Linked DNA regions of Canis lupus: region 1 is linked to region 2. A link is a contact called in public Hi-C data. All regions are on one chromosome and are shown on one strand. The core of a region is the stretch at or near the end of the contact, and the rest is flanking DNA. Distances in the headings are between cores, read along the strand shown. Region 1 holds the start of DHRS7 (dehydrogenase/reductase SDR family member 7). Region 2 holds the start of L3HYPDH (trans-3-hydroxy-L-proline dehydratase).

The links. A called contact is a pair of places that touch in the nucleus more often than the background predicts.
Region 1: a contact with region 2 is called in a Hi-C map of blood, with 3 times the contacts expected there. The contact joins the promoter of DHRS7 here to the promoter of L3HYPDH in region 2. A contact is called at or near these places in 2 of 9 Hi-C or Micro-C datasets (amygdala and blood).

What each region holds. Positions count from the first base shown.
Region 1 is chr8:35,550,323-35,557,053 of UU_Cfam_GSD_1.0, reverse strand. DHRS7 (dehydrogenase/reductase SDR family member 7) reads left to right here and starts at 5,005. Exons shown (of 7, transcript XM_038544860.1): 1 at 5,005-5,212. The coding sequence starts at 5,080.
Region 2 is chr8:34,987,406-34,994,419 of UU_Cfam_GSD_1.0, reverse strand. L3HYPDH (trans-3-hydroxy-L-proline dehydratase) reads left to right here and starts at 5,050. Exons shown (of 5, transcript XM_038544855.1): 1 at 5,050-5,623. The coding sequence starts at 5,116. It overlaps JKAMP (JNK1/MAPK8-associated membrane protein), which reads right to left. Exons shown (of 9, transcript XM_038544850.1): 4 at 2,294-2,385; 5 at 1,585-1,739. All of the region lies in intron 20 of CCDC175 (coiled-coil domain-containing protein 175), which reads left to right.

The DNA.
Region 1 (6,731 bases), core at 3,756-6,255, 560 kb before region 2:
TCTGATTGTATGAGCCAACTCCTATAATAGATATCTTACACACATACCCATAACTTTTGGTTCTGTTTCTCTATGGCAGGTCATGGGACTTCTTGGTCTCTCTCATTGTATGAGTCAACTACTATAATAGATCTCTTACACACATACCCATAGCTTTTGGTTCTGTTTCTCTGGAGCCCAAATACACTCTTCTCTCTTAGCATATCAATATACTTTTTAAAAAACTTTTTTTAAGTGATTGCCCTAGAATTTGCATTGTACATTTATAATCAATCCAAGCAAACCCCAACACTATTTGGCTTTCCAGGTAGTGCAAGCATCTTATAACAAATTATTCCTACTTTAAAATAATTACAGATTTACAGAAAGTTGCAAAAATGGTACAGAGAAGTCCGTGTACTCTTCACTCCATGTTCCCCACTGGTAACATTTTACATAATTTTAGGACAGAAACAGAACCAGGAAATGGTTATCAGCACAATTCATAGACCTTATTAAAATTTCACCAGCTTCACATATATGCATCTGTGTGTAGGTGTGTGTGCCTGTGCATATAGTACTAGGCAATTTTATCACTTATGTAGATTTGAGTAACAACCACCACTGACTGTAACGGTTATTACCAAATGTAAGGGGAAGTTTGAAATGAGACATTTTGTGAGAGAGAAGGAGGAAGGGACAGAGACAGAGAAGGAGAGGGAGAGGGGGAGAGAGTGAATTAAGTCTAAGAGACTCAAGATCTTGTGGAAATCAGCTATCTAAAAAGACGATCAATTCAATGATATGCAAGGACTACATGTGGCCAACAGTGCAGTGAAATCTTCTCATTGAGGAATCCCTTAAGATTACTAAAGATAAGGAAACAATTTATATGAGACACAAAGACACAAAACTATTCTGGTAAGACCAGATCTGCCTGCAAGAATATCAGAATAGTACACAATAGCCAGAATGCATATATAATGAGTCCAGGCAAGCAGATGCAGAGGAATGCGAGAATATTTCCCTTCATCAGAGAAGAGATCAAGGGGCACGTGTCCACCAAGGTTGGGCTGTACAATTTCTCTACAGGGACACTGGGGGCTTTTGGGGTCAGACAATTCTCTGTTGGGCATGCTTTTATAGGCTGCCCAGATCTTTAGCACTTCTGGCCCTTGGCCACCTGACACCAGGAAAACAAAATACGTTCAACAAAATAAGTATCTAGAGGTTGTGATAATAACCCCAAGCAAGAAGCACAAACCCATTCTTCTTGTCAGAAGAATAATCTTCTCCCCCCACTTCCTCGAGGCTGTGTTTCCACTCAAAGGATCTTTCTTTTTTGTTGTTGTTTTGTTTTTTTCCCCAGAGACAGCCAATAATGGGAGATCTGGATTTTTTTTGGATCTGGATTTTTAAAGTTATTTTTATACGTGCTTTTATTATGGAAAGTGACCGTTTTCTTACACGTGACTGACTTCCATCTCTGCTGGTCTATCCTGAGTAGGCCTGAGCTCATACCACCAAAAAGTGAACAGTACTGAAAGGAAAGAAGGGGTTACCATTCTATCACAGCTGAAATTTAAAAATAAGGGTACAAATTATACAAAAGGCCTTGGTTGGGATTTTATTAAAGTATTTTAATGACACTCAGGGAAGATTGATTTGTTAAATTCTAGCAACGCTTATTCTATCAACTTGAGTTAAGAACTACAAGGAGGTTTAACTTTTAAGAAAAGGAGAGTTCAATTCAATGTGGGCTTATCCTTTGTTGTATTAACACTAAGCTAAGTACTGTAGACTCTTCAAAAGAAGTACTAGCTTTGGTACTTGATCTCAAGAAACTTAGTTTCATTGGGGTAATAATTTATTAACCCTGAAAATAGAGATATTAGATATAGTTCCCATCAGAAGTAATTATAAAAAGAGGTGAGCCTAGGGAAGAGGTGTTTATGACTCCTGAGAGGCACAAAAATCTTTCTAGAGGAGGATAGGAGTGGGGAGCTGGGGTAGAGGTTTGCAACAGGGTTGGAAAGGGAGAAGGAAGGCTGTTTAAGGAAACTTAATTATTGCAGGTAATAGTCAACACATTTCAAGACAAAAGAGAGCAGAAGCTTGTTAAGCAAGACTGAAGAAATAAAATGTTGAGGAAGGGAGCCATTGTCTCTCTCACTTTCATCACTGTTTTAAAGTTACAGGCCAAGTAACAGCCTTTGACACCAGAGCATAAGAGGTATTCTAGGAATTAGAGAGGATGGACGTACTATTGCATCAACACCTATGACATTCTCCATTAGACTGTCTATGGTTCTCAGCCATGACCTAATTTCTATGTACTCTAACTAGGTTCCTAGGGGTCTTGTGGATCAAAAACCCTTATTTTTATAGTCTTAATTTTAACACATGTAGGTGTTTAGAAGGAAGTAATTAAATGTTTTGAAGCTCCTTTCTAGTGGAAATGAATCAAGAATAATATCTTGGTATTTTGTGCAATTAGTGCTGTTTTGATTATATTCTCTGTTTTTATTCTGCTGTTTCCTTTGGGAGGTAAATCACAGCGTGGGAACAGGGATATTTAGCACCCAACTAAAATTTGCTTTGCCAAAACAGATAGTTCGGCTAAGAGTAAACTTGTGTGCTATCAGAAGCACATTGTAAAGCACTGAAATACGGCATGTGGCATTAGTCTTTTTTTCTCTAACTGTGCAAGGACTCTGTCCTCAGGGGCCATGGCCTTGGCTCATGGGAACTTGTGTGATGGCCACTTTACATCAGCACTGTCCTGGCTTCATGAAAAGAAACGGAAATGTGAGTAGAGGGAGCAGTCGAATGTTCTTTCTAAGTGGGAATGAAGAAGGGGTTGAATGGAGAGTGCTTCTTTTTTGACTCTGGCAGTCATTTAAGTTTCTCTGTTCATAATGGAAATAATGAGCTGGTATTTGAATCTACTTTTTAAAATTATTGGAATTTTATAAAATGATTGAAATTGTCCCTGAATGAACTAATCCAGCAGAGGCTGGGGTTCCACTGTTCTGCCCATTGTCCCCTATGGGCCTCTGAGGAGTCCCTTCTTTTGTTTATTCATCTGTCTTTTATCTGCTTTGAGCACTCTGGCTCCAGTTTTGAGATAAATTCTGCTCAAAATAGCAAGAGGCAATCCTGATGGATGCTACTGCATTAAGAACTTGCTGAGTATCTTCACCAGAGGCAGCAGATTCTGAGGCTGGATTTTTCTCACTGGTGAATAAAACAAATGAGGACAATTAGGCACTGCAAAGATACTCGCTGTCACAGTTGTTTTTCTGAGCATAGTGACTGCTTCTTTAAACATCTAATTGAATTCCAAAACGAATTATGCTTCCATTCAGGTAAAATGAAATTTATAATGTTGAAATTTGTATATTAAACTATTTTTTTAAAGATTCTATTTATTTATTCATGATAGTCATACGGGGGGCAGAGACAGAGAAGCAGGCTCCACCAGGATCGCACCCTGGGCCAAAGGCAGGCGCTAAACCGCTGCGCCATCCAGGGATCTGAATCTATTGTTATTTATAATCTGCTAGTGAGGTTAAATGACCCTGTGGTTTTATTAAAGTTTGTGTATTAGTCACAGTTTTCCATAAAAACAGCTCTGTTCCCCTTTCACCCTCCCCAGAGCTGGAGTTTGTGATGGAGAATCCAGAGACACATCCATTGAATGGTCTGGCTTGGGACACTAAATCTAATTCAATCCTTAATTTTACAGAAGGGGACCCAGGCTCAGAGGAAACTCTTGAAATTTTTTCACAGGAGTGAGATTCAGTGTGGTATTTTAAGCACCATAGTTTAAAAGTCATTTATCATAAGACAAAACCAATATTGCAAAGGTAAACTAAAGAGGGCAGCTCTTGAGCAATATTATATCAAGTTGTAGTTGAGGTAAACAATCGATCAAAATCTAAGTTTAGCTAGTGTACATATTCCTTGGAGAATGAGATCCCTATCAGTACAGGATCTGATACATCACAATTTAAACACTCTTACCGCTTTCACAAGCAAGGGCAATTCTATACGACCAGAATATAGCAGTTTATAAACAAAGTCCCTGTCTTTCAGGTTGGACTCTAAGAAACGATAATTATAGTGGAGAAAATAAATAATCATTAATAATGACAATTCTCATAGTTATCAAAGAATGAATATAATCATTGCGTACGAACTACTGTGCCCTTCACTGGCATTTTATTTAAACTTCCCTATTCTTTGTAGCTACCTAAAGATAAATGTACTTAGGTTGCTGAGGGTGGAACCTGCTTGGGTCAAGGTCCCCAATCCTGCTAGTCCTCGTGGACGATCTTGACTGAAACTGCACTTTCTCGTCCAGCAAGGAGGCAACTCTCTTTGCAATTGCTTCCCAAATGTAAACCGACAGGGTGCCAACTCAGACTCGCGGTTATTTGGGTGGGGGCAGGGTGGAAGACAGTTTGATAGTTTGTTCGGTTCGTTTAGTTAAAAATGGAAAGATGGGATCCCTGGATGGTCTAGTGGTTTAGCGCCGCCTTAGGCCGAGGGCGTGATCCTGGGGACCCGGGATCGAGTCCCGCATGGGGCTCCCTGCATGGAGCCTGCTCCTCCCTCTGCCTGTGTCTCTGCCTCTCTCTCTGTGTGTCTCTCATGAATGAATAAATAAAATCTTAAAAAAAAAATAGAAAGATGAGGATGGAGGAAGTGGCGATCTTAAGTTGGAACATCTGTGCTCTTCCTTTTGACACAACCCCAACCTTGAAACTACAGGCCGTCAAAGCAACTGTTAGAGGATCGTTCCTATCTCACAGCCTTGTGGCCGGTGTCCTGGCAGCAGGTGGCGCGCAGCCTCAGAGCCGTCCACGCCTCGGGTCCCTCCTGCCGCCCTAGGCCAGGCGCGGACGCGGGGTTCGGCGGCGCGGGCCTCGCCCACACTCCCCGCCCAGCCCGGGCCGCCCCTCCTCCTGCCACTCTCTGGGCGGGGCCCGGGGCGCGCGGCTCTCGGCCCGGGGAGGCGGCCGCGCCGACTGCCGCGAGCTGCGGCGGCTCCGAGGCGGCCAGTCCTCCCCGGCGAGCCGGGCGCGCGCGGCCGCGATGAGCTGGGAGCTGCTGCTCTGGCTGCTGGCGCTGGGCGCGCTGCTCGCGCTCCTGGTGCAGCTGCTGCGCTTCGTCCGCGCCGATGGCGACCTGACCCTGCTGTGGGCCGAGTGGCAGGGGCGACGCCCAGGTGAGGCCCGGCCGCGCCTCGGGAGCGGGAGGCCGGGCTCCGTGCGGCCGCCCCCGCGCGCCCCGCAGCCCTGGGGGCCGTGCAGCCTGCAGCCTGGGGCGGCCGGGGGTGGGGGTGGGGGTGGGGAGGACGGAGCCGGGCCGAGGTGGCTGGCGGTCGTGCCCCGTGGTCTCCCGTCGGGGTCGGCGAGGGCTCGCCCGCTGGCCCAAGGAAGGGGGCGCTGCGCTGGGCGGGACGCCCTCGGGACTGGCGGCTCCCCCCCCCCACCCCGGCGGCCCCCCTTGGAGAAACAGCGCCCGGCCCCGGACTTTGCGGGCAAGCCTTCTTTCGAGAACCCGAGCCCGGTTTTTCTACTTCCTGAACTTGCTCCTTCTCCCTGAATTGTGAAATAAAATGAGATAATCCGGAGTGACTCCCCTAACTAGCCAAGGGCTAGAAGGATCACCCAGTTGGAACTGGATTTTGCGTGCAGTGAGGTCATTACTGGCCTGCTGAGGGGCGTTCAGCCCATCCCACTGTCACCTGTACCCTGGTGAAAATTTGGTGTCGTTCACTAAACACATTCTCTGTGCGACAGCGATGTGCTCCGCCCTTCGCACACCTGACCTCTGGCCTTTACAGACTCTTACAAAGTAGGCATCATTAATCTTACTTTCCACACAGGGAAACCAGGCTTTGGATCCCTAAGGACTAGGGGCAGTGGGGTTTCCCTGGACTTCGTTTCCTGGACCCGAAAAGCATGTGAGGAACTTTACTGGGAAGCGATAGCAGTTCAGAAGATGGACTCTGCTTTCAAAAAGGCCCTGGGAGGGAAGGGAAGAGACAGGGCTCCTCAGGGTGTCAAACCTGGTTCTTGAGAATCAGATAAAATCTTAGATGGTACCGTGTTTTAGCCCAACCCTACTGGACAAAATTTTATTCCTTAATGTTTCATTTCTCTCGTTGCATTTTCTTGGGAACGACCTCTGGAGTGCTGCCATTATTGGGTTCATGGGAAATGCACCTATGCGAGGTCAAGGCTACAAAGCGATGGCAAATAGATGGTTGTGATTGTCAGGCCTTCTCTTGATGGGTCTTTCTCTTGTCTGATGGCTGCCTTGTGGCTGCTTTGTGGATATTTACATTTGACCCCCAGCGCTTTTGTGTTAACTTGGACTTTGAGATTACCTAAAAATAGCTTTTTTAAAAGAATTTAATTCTGCAAAAGTCATTGGATCCATCAGTTATGTCAAGTGGTGAAGAGGAAGAATGTTGACGATGTCCGAATGAATATCTAACAACTAGTTATATTAAGGTTTTCACCTATTAAGCAAAAATTAAAAGTTGACTAAAACTAATTTTTAAGAAATTCATTAATCTGTTCAATGTTTTGCTGGAAAAATAATTTTGAAGGATTTTAAGATACATTTAATTACATTGCTATTATTATGAACTTATGTAATAGGCTAATTTGCATACTAATTTGATAGGTTATCATTTATCTAATTAGGTTATCATTTATCTAAGTAGATAAATGACA
Region 2 (7,014 bases), core at 3,801-6,300:
GAAAGATACTGAGAAGATACTAATTTAGCTCCTCAATCCCAGTATAAACTTTTTCACTTCCTTGAACCTTCACATTCTGGAGGCACCTGAGTGGCTCAGTCTTTTAGGCCACTGACTCTTGGTTTTGGCTCACATCATGATCTCAGGGATGATGCCCTGCCATCAAGCTCCACACTCAGCGTGGAGTCGGCTTGTATCTCTCCCTCTGCTCGCACGCGCAAGCACGTTATCTTTCTCAAATAAATAAACAAACATACTTTCACATTCTGGTCTCAATCTACTTTTCCCACTCTCCTGTTTATTACCCTTCTCTGATGAGCCATCCATACTGACCAACCCAGACTACTTCCAGTCCCACCTTCGATACAGCAACACATTTCATACCTCCATGCCACTGTTCCTGCTATTTCCTCTGCCTAAAATGTTTTTTTTTTAAAGATTTTATTTATTTATTCATGAGAGACTCAGAGAGAAAGAGAGGCAGAGACACAGGCAGTGGGAGAAGCAGGCTCCATGCAGGGAGCTCGACGTGGGACTGGATCCCAGGTCTCCAGGATCACACCTCAGGCTGCAGGCGGCGCTAAGCCACTGCGCCACCGGGGCCGCCCCTAAAATGTTCTTTTGAAGTCTTTCACATCCCACCAGGCACAATTTATCTCTTATATTATTTGTGATTCCAGAGTATTTTCTTCATAATGCCTTTTTTTTTTTTTTAATTCATAGAGGCACACAAAGAGAGAGAGAGAGAGAGGCAGAGACACAGGCAGAGGGAGAAGCAGGCACCATGCAGAGAGCCTGATGTGGGACTCAATCCAGGGTCTCCAGGATCACACCCTAGGCTGCAGGCGGTGCTAAAACCACTGCGCCACCGGGGCTGCCCCTTCATAATGCTTTTTTTTATAGATTTATTTTAGAGAGAATCTCGTAACAGACTCCCCACTGAGCACAGAGCCTACATGCAGGCTGTAGGCCTGGCCCCCATGACCCTGAGATCATGACCTGAGACAAAACCAAGAGTCAGATGCCTAGCCCACTGAGCCACCCAGGTGCCCTTCATATTTAAAAACTGATTTATATTATAATTAGTTGTACACACACTTGTCTTCTCTATAAGATTATGACTATAAACCACATCAGTTATTTGTTTACCTCCTCCCCTGATCTAAACATAAAACACAGAGCTCAATAAATGCATGTTGATTTAATGTTTAGTATCAGTTTTCATAATTAGGTTGCAGCTATATCATTTTAACTTCATTATATATAACTAGTATTAAATCAAATCACAAAGAATTTGTTCAATATACAGTTTGTAATCATAATCAATTCTTTGTAGAAAACCCATAAAGACTGCAATTGAGAAAAGAAAAGAAAATTCTTTCAAGATCATTTAGAGTAAAACAAAGGACACTTCCCTTTATAATTACTGAGGCATGCCTTATCATTTAAGTTCTCTTGCCACAGTCAGAAGTAATCAGAATATAAAGCAAAAACAGGTTCACCGCAAAATTATTTCATAAGATCTTCTAAATTATCATTATTCTAACATCAGTCCATCCAGATACATTCACACAAAGTGCTAACCTCTTTTTCCCCGAGTACCATTCAATGAAGAACCAATGTAAAACAAGAGGAAGCATAGCCATAAATCCAAGATACAGCCAATCATAAAGTTCTGGAGACTCTGTGCAAGGCTGACAATATTTCTGTGCATTTGTTCTCTGTCCTCTCGGACATACCTACAATATAAAAACAGTATTTTATGTACAGATATTATTTTAGAATATTAATATCCCAAAGTCATTCTATAAAGACATCTCATTTCAGTTTAAACACATATATATATGCGCATCTTGTAGAAATAAAAAAGAAAGTGCACACGTAAAAGAAATCTACATTGTATTTGGTTCATCTGTATAACACTCTTTCAAAAGATTCCTTTTGCTAAGTTATTAAAATAGTTGACTAACATTAAATCATAAACTTAGTAATGCTATATAAAAATAATTGCAGAGAAAAGTTCTGGAGTTTTAATATTAACCTACTGCCCAAGACACTGCACTATAGAATAAGTAATTAAAAATTACTATAAAATTATAAAATGTTTTTAAAAATACTTAACTGTGACTGTTAAGATGTATTTTGGACAATATGACAAGAATTTTATTAATGCCTCATTTTTATAAATTAATGAGGATATTGAAGAAAAAAGATATTTTACACTTGAAAATACTTCAAAAGCAAAGAGAATTTAGCAATGAAATAACATTCAAATGTTAAAATTAAGACTTACCCCACATTCTCCATATATTTCAGTTGAGCCATTTTTAAATAATAGGGTCTTCCCACAGTAAAGTCCAAGGCATGCTGGTTGAATATCGACAGCTTTTTAAAAACAAATGCCAGTAAAGTAACATCTTTTGTGATTATAAAAAATAATATATTAACAGCTGAAGAACTTGGCATAAGTATCTCATCACAGTTCAATAAGAAGTGATACATATTAGACAAAAGTTTTTATTTTTAAAGATGCAATTATTTTTAAAGTTAAATTTCCCCTTTTACGCTGTGACACTGCAGAAAGTTATACTGCAACCTCGTGGTTAATGCTATTCCTAATGATTAAGACCCCTCAACCAGTAGAGTGGCATCTACCCCCTGAATTCAAAGCTTAACCTATTATGTCTCCAATGGCTCCAGCAGCTGGTCCCCCTCGATTAGTCTAGACTTTCGCATTTTCATTTTTTATTTAGAAAACTAATAGAGGATCACCACCTCTTATTTTGCCCAGTCAGAACATTAAGTGTGCACACAAACACAGAGACACATAGAATATCACCTTCGTTTATAATAGAACACATTTTAATACCAGAAAAGCAGAAAAGATATAATTTCAAAATAGGAGGTAAATGTATTTAAGGTAAATAAATTCACCTTTACAAAAAGCTTACTCTACTCTCCTACATTTCGTCATTTTTGTTGAGGACAGGTGAAAATTTCATCAAGGTCGTCCCTGGGCCTCTGACCAATATCTGGGAACAACTACCTTAGAATCAACCCCCTGCTCTCAAGCCTTGTGCAAAATATAAAGTTCTTCTTTACAAAAAAAAAAAAAAAAAAAAAAAGGGGGGGGGGGGCCTAGAGAAGTTATTAAAGGAGTTCTTTTTTTCCATCAGAGACATCCGATTTCCTTCATTCATTCAATAAATGTGCATCATTATGTATCAGATTCCATGGCTAGGGATTTCTAAAGATCCACAGAGCAACAAACAAGAGTCTCTGCCCTCAAAGAACCTACAAGCCTAGAGGAGAATAAATCCAAAACAACTGTGGTCAAATGTGAATTAATTTAGAAAATTATGCATTTTATGACTATTGTGGGGGCCAAGGGCAGGCTCTCAAAACGTCCCACTTTGGCATACTGATCATTTTAAGTAAAAGTTACTTAAGAAACAAGAGTGGCAAGGACACTCAGCCCTCCTTTGTCCCCCTGAAAGCAGAGAACAAATCTCCCACGTGAAAAATATCCTCCCTATACTAAGACATAAAAAGACATCCTTATTACCAGTGTTAATGACTTTAAAGTCAAAAAAGCTGCAGAAAAAAAAGCCCTGTTACTTTTTCACTAAGCTATTACCTTATTCCAAACACCTGTTTTCCTTTTCTTGTAAATTCCTCACAATTTAATTGCTTCTTTGTCAGCAATGCATTATAGAACTGCCTGCCTTGGTCAGTTCTTTAGGTCTCAAAACCATACTTGGGCCTTCATGCACACATAATAAAACTTGGCAGGTTTTTTTTTTTTTCTTCCTGTTAATCTGTCTCATGTAAATTTAATTTTCAGTCCAGCTGGAAGACCCTGCGAGTAGAGAAGAACTTTTCCTTCGTTTCACTATTCTTGAATAATTTCCCAAATTCTTCATGAATTCACACTAGAGACCGCTTGGTCCACAATGCCCTTTCTCCTTTCAAAGTCAAGTAGGCTTTTGATTCTTTCTCCTTGTGCTGCTGAGAAACAACAGAAATAGCACCCACTACAAGGTCTCAGGTTTAACATTTTCACTTTTACCACATTTCTGACTTCTTACCCATGGGCTTCTTTACCTTAATTAGCACTTCATTTTTAATCAATTGTAATCACCTATGTCCTAAGCAACTAAGAGACAAGAATGAATTTTCAGAGTTTTTGAGAAGACAGAAGCTGAACAATTGGAGGCTTCTTCCACATGGATTTTGCATTTAGTGGATGTTGAAATAGATACATCTGAATGTGAATAATCTAAAGTTCTTAAAGCCCAAGGCCTGAAAACCACCATGGTAAACTAAAAACAACAGCTCATCACAGACCAAACGGCTCAGCACAGGCCACTCGCCGTGTCCGTTCAGTTTCCCCTCCCATTTCCGTTTATCGGAGGGTGGTTAAAATTTTAAGATCCCCCCCCCCTTTTTTTTTTTGCAACGGTCTTGTCCCTTCGTGAAGGGCCTTTAAACTTAAGGTCTGATGCTGCAGCGGGCAAGAGTCCTGCAGGCAATTAGCTTCCGCTTCCCTTCCTGTTTGCTGGCACTTACGCCCGCGCTTTAAAGTCTCAAGTCAACCCTCACCAATGCTAAACCAAGAGACCAAAACAAAGGGGCTGAAGCGACCTCCCGAACGGCCCCGGCCTGGCCTTGGTCCCGGCGCGCAGCCCGCCTCCGCCGCAGCCCGAGAGCCGCCGGGACCGCCCCGCCCCCGGGGAACCTCCAGGGCCCGCCACACGAGGATGCGCCGCCATCCCGAGGCCGCCCGCGGGGCAGAGCCCGAGTCGCCGGCGCGGGGACTGCGACGAACGCTTCCCGGGACCTCAGCGCCCACACTCACCCATGGGCCGCTCGCAGGTCTCCCCGAAGGAGCTCCGGGACCAGCCGCCCCGGCAGCAGCGCCGGACATCCGGGCCCCGACCGCCCCGGCGGCTCCGCCTCCCGGTAACCCAGGCGACCACCGAGGCCCCGCCCCCGCGCTTCCCCGCGGCTGCCCCGAGGCCCCGCCCCTCTCGCGAGGAGCGAGCGGGCGGGCGGGAGGCTGGAGGCCGGGGGCGCGCGCGGGCGGGCAGGTGGCGGGGCTCCCGGACGCAGGCGATGGCGAGGCCGCTGGCGGTGCCGCGGCTGCCCCCGCACGGCCCGGGGACGCCGGCGCTGTCGGTGGTGGACATGCACACCGGCGGCGAGCCCCTGCGCGTAGTGCTGGCGGGGTGTCCGGAGGTGGCCGGCCCCACGCTGCTGGCCAAGCGGCGCTACATGCGCCAGCACCTTGACCACCTGCGACGGCGGCTCCTGTTCGAGCCGCGGGGGCACCGCGACATGTACGGGGCCGTGTTGGTGCCTAGCGAGTTGCCGGACGCGCACTTGGGCGTCCTGTTCCTGCACAACGAGGGCTACAGCTCCATGTGCGGCCACGCGGTGCTGGCGCTGGGCCGCTTCGCCCTCGACTTCGGGCTGGTGCCCGCACCCCCGGCCGGCGCCCGCGAGGCCCGCGTCAACATCCACTGCCCGTGCGGGCTGGTGGCCGCCTTCGTGGAATGCGAGGACGGCCGCAGCCGCGGCCCGGTGCGCTTCCACAGCGTCCCAGCCTTCGCGCTGGCCACAGGTAACGGGCGGCACCCTCCCAGCGACTAACCACGCTGTCTGTCTGTCTGGCTTGGGACTCACGCAGTGCAATTAACCCACCCGCGAGCCTTTGCAATTAATAAAAGGATTACTCAAAATCAATACAAGTGTGTGTCAGCATCTTAGTCTTGCATACTTGTGCGAGGCGTGCAATTCGACTACCGCGCAGATTAGTTCATCTTGATCTTGAGCCTTGAGCACAGAATTCCGTGTCTCCCTTATTCAGCGCCTGTTCCCCCACTTTCAGACATTCCTAGAGATTTCACAGTTGGGTAAGTCTGATCCGGGCAAGGAAAGTGCAAAGAACAGCTAGTGTACCAAGGTTCATGAGCTGCTTCAGAATACACTTAGTAGACACTAACCCGAAATGTTACTAAACCCTGTCTTGTTTTCCTCACCTGTAAAAAGCGCCTTCCCCACTTCTTTGGGAAAGAAATAAGAATGGATGGACTAGGCAGTTTATAAATTAGGAACATACAGATGTTGCTGCCTTTTTTTTTTTTTTAATTCGCTCATGATAGACATAGGGAGAGAGAGAGAGAGGCAGAGACACAGGAGGAGGGAGAAGCAGGCTCCATACAGGGAGCCTGACATGGGACTCGATCCCGGGACCCCCAGATCACGCCCTGGGCCAAAGGCAGGCGCCAAACCGCTGAGCCACCCAGGGATCCCCTGCTCTTACTCTTTAACAGGAACAGACATTGAGTCCAAATCCTGACAACCCCTTAAAGCTAATCAAATTACTAACCTCTATGTGCCTGTGTTTTTTCATTTGTTATCTCATTGAGTTTTTGGTGAGAAATTAAATGAGAGCATGCAAGATACTTAGAAATTTAAAAAATACATTCCTAGTGGCAGAAAGATACAGGGTTGCTAGTTAAGAGTTCTGCAGGTGTGCTGACCCTTTAAAAAGTTTTGGTGGGTTCCCTAGCACAAAGCCTAGTCATGTAAAACAGGATGTATGTAACTATAATCCTTACAAAGAGGGAGATCTCTCCAAGGTAGTCATTATTGGAAGTGACCTGGGAGCTAGTTTGGTCAATTCAGGAATAGGGTTATCACTTCTCATAAGTCTTCAATGCATGCAAATCATTCTATTAGATCTTTTTTTTTATTTCAAGTTTTTATTTAAATTTTACTTAACATATGATGTAATATTGTTTCAGAAGTAGAATTCAGTGATTCATCACTTACATATAACACCCAGCACTCATCACAAGTGCCCTCCTTAATACCCATCACCCATTTAGCCTATCTCCCTATCCACCACTTCCCCTCCAACCCTGTTCTCTATAGTTAAGTGTCTCTTACAGTTTGCCCCTTACTCTTTTTTTTAACTTTCCCCTATGTTCATGTGTTTTGTTTCTTAAA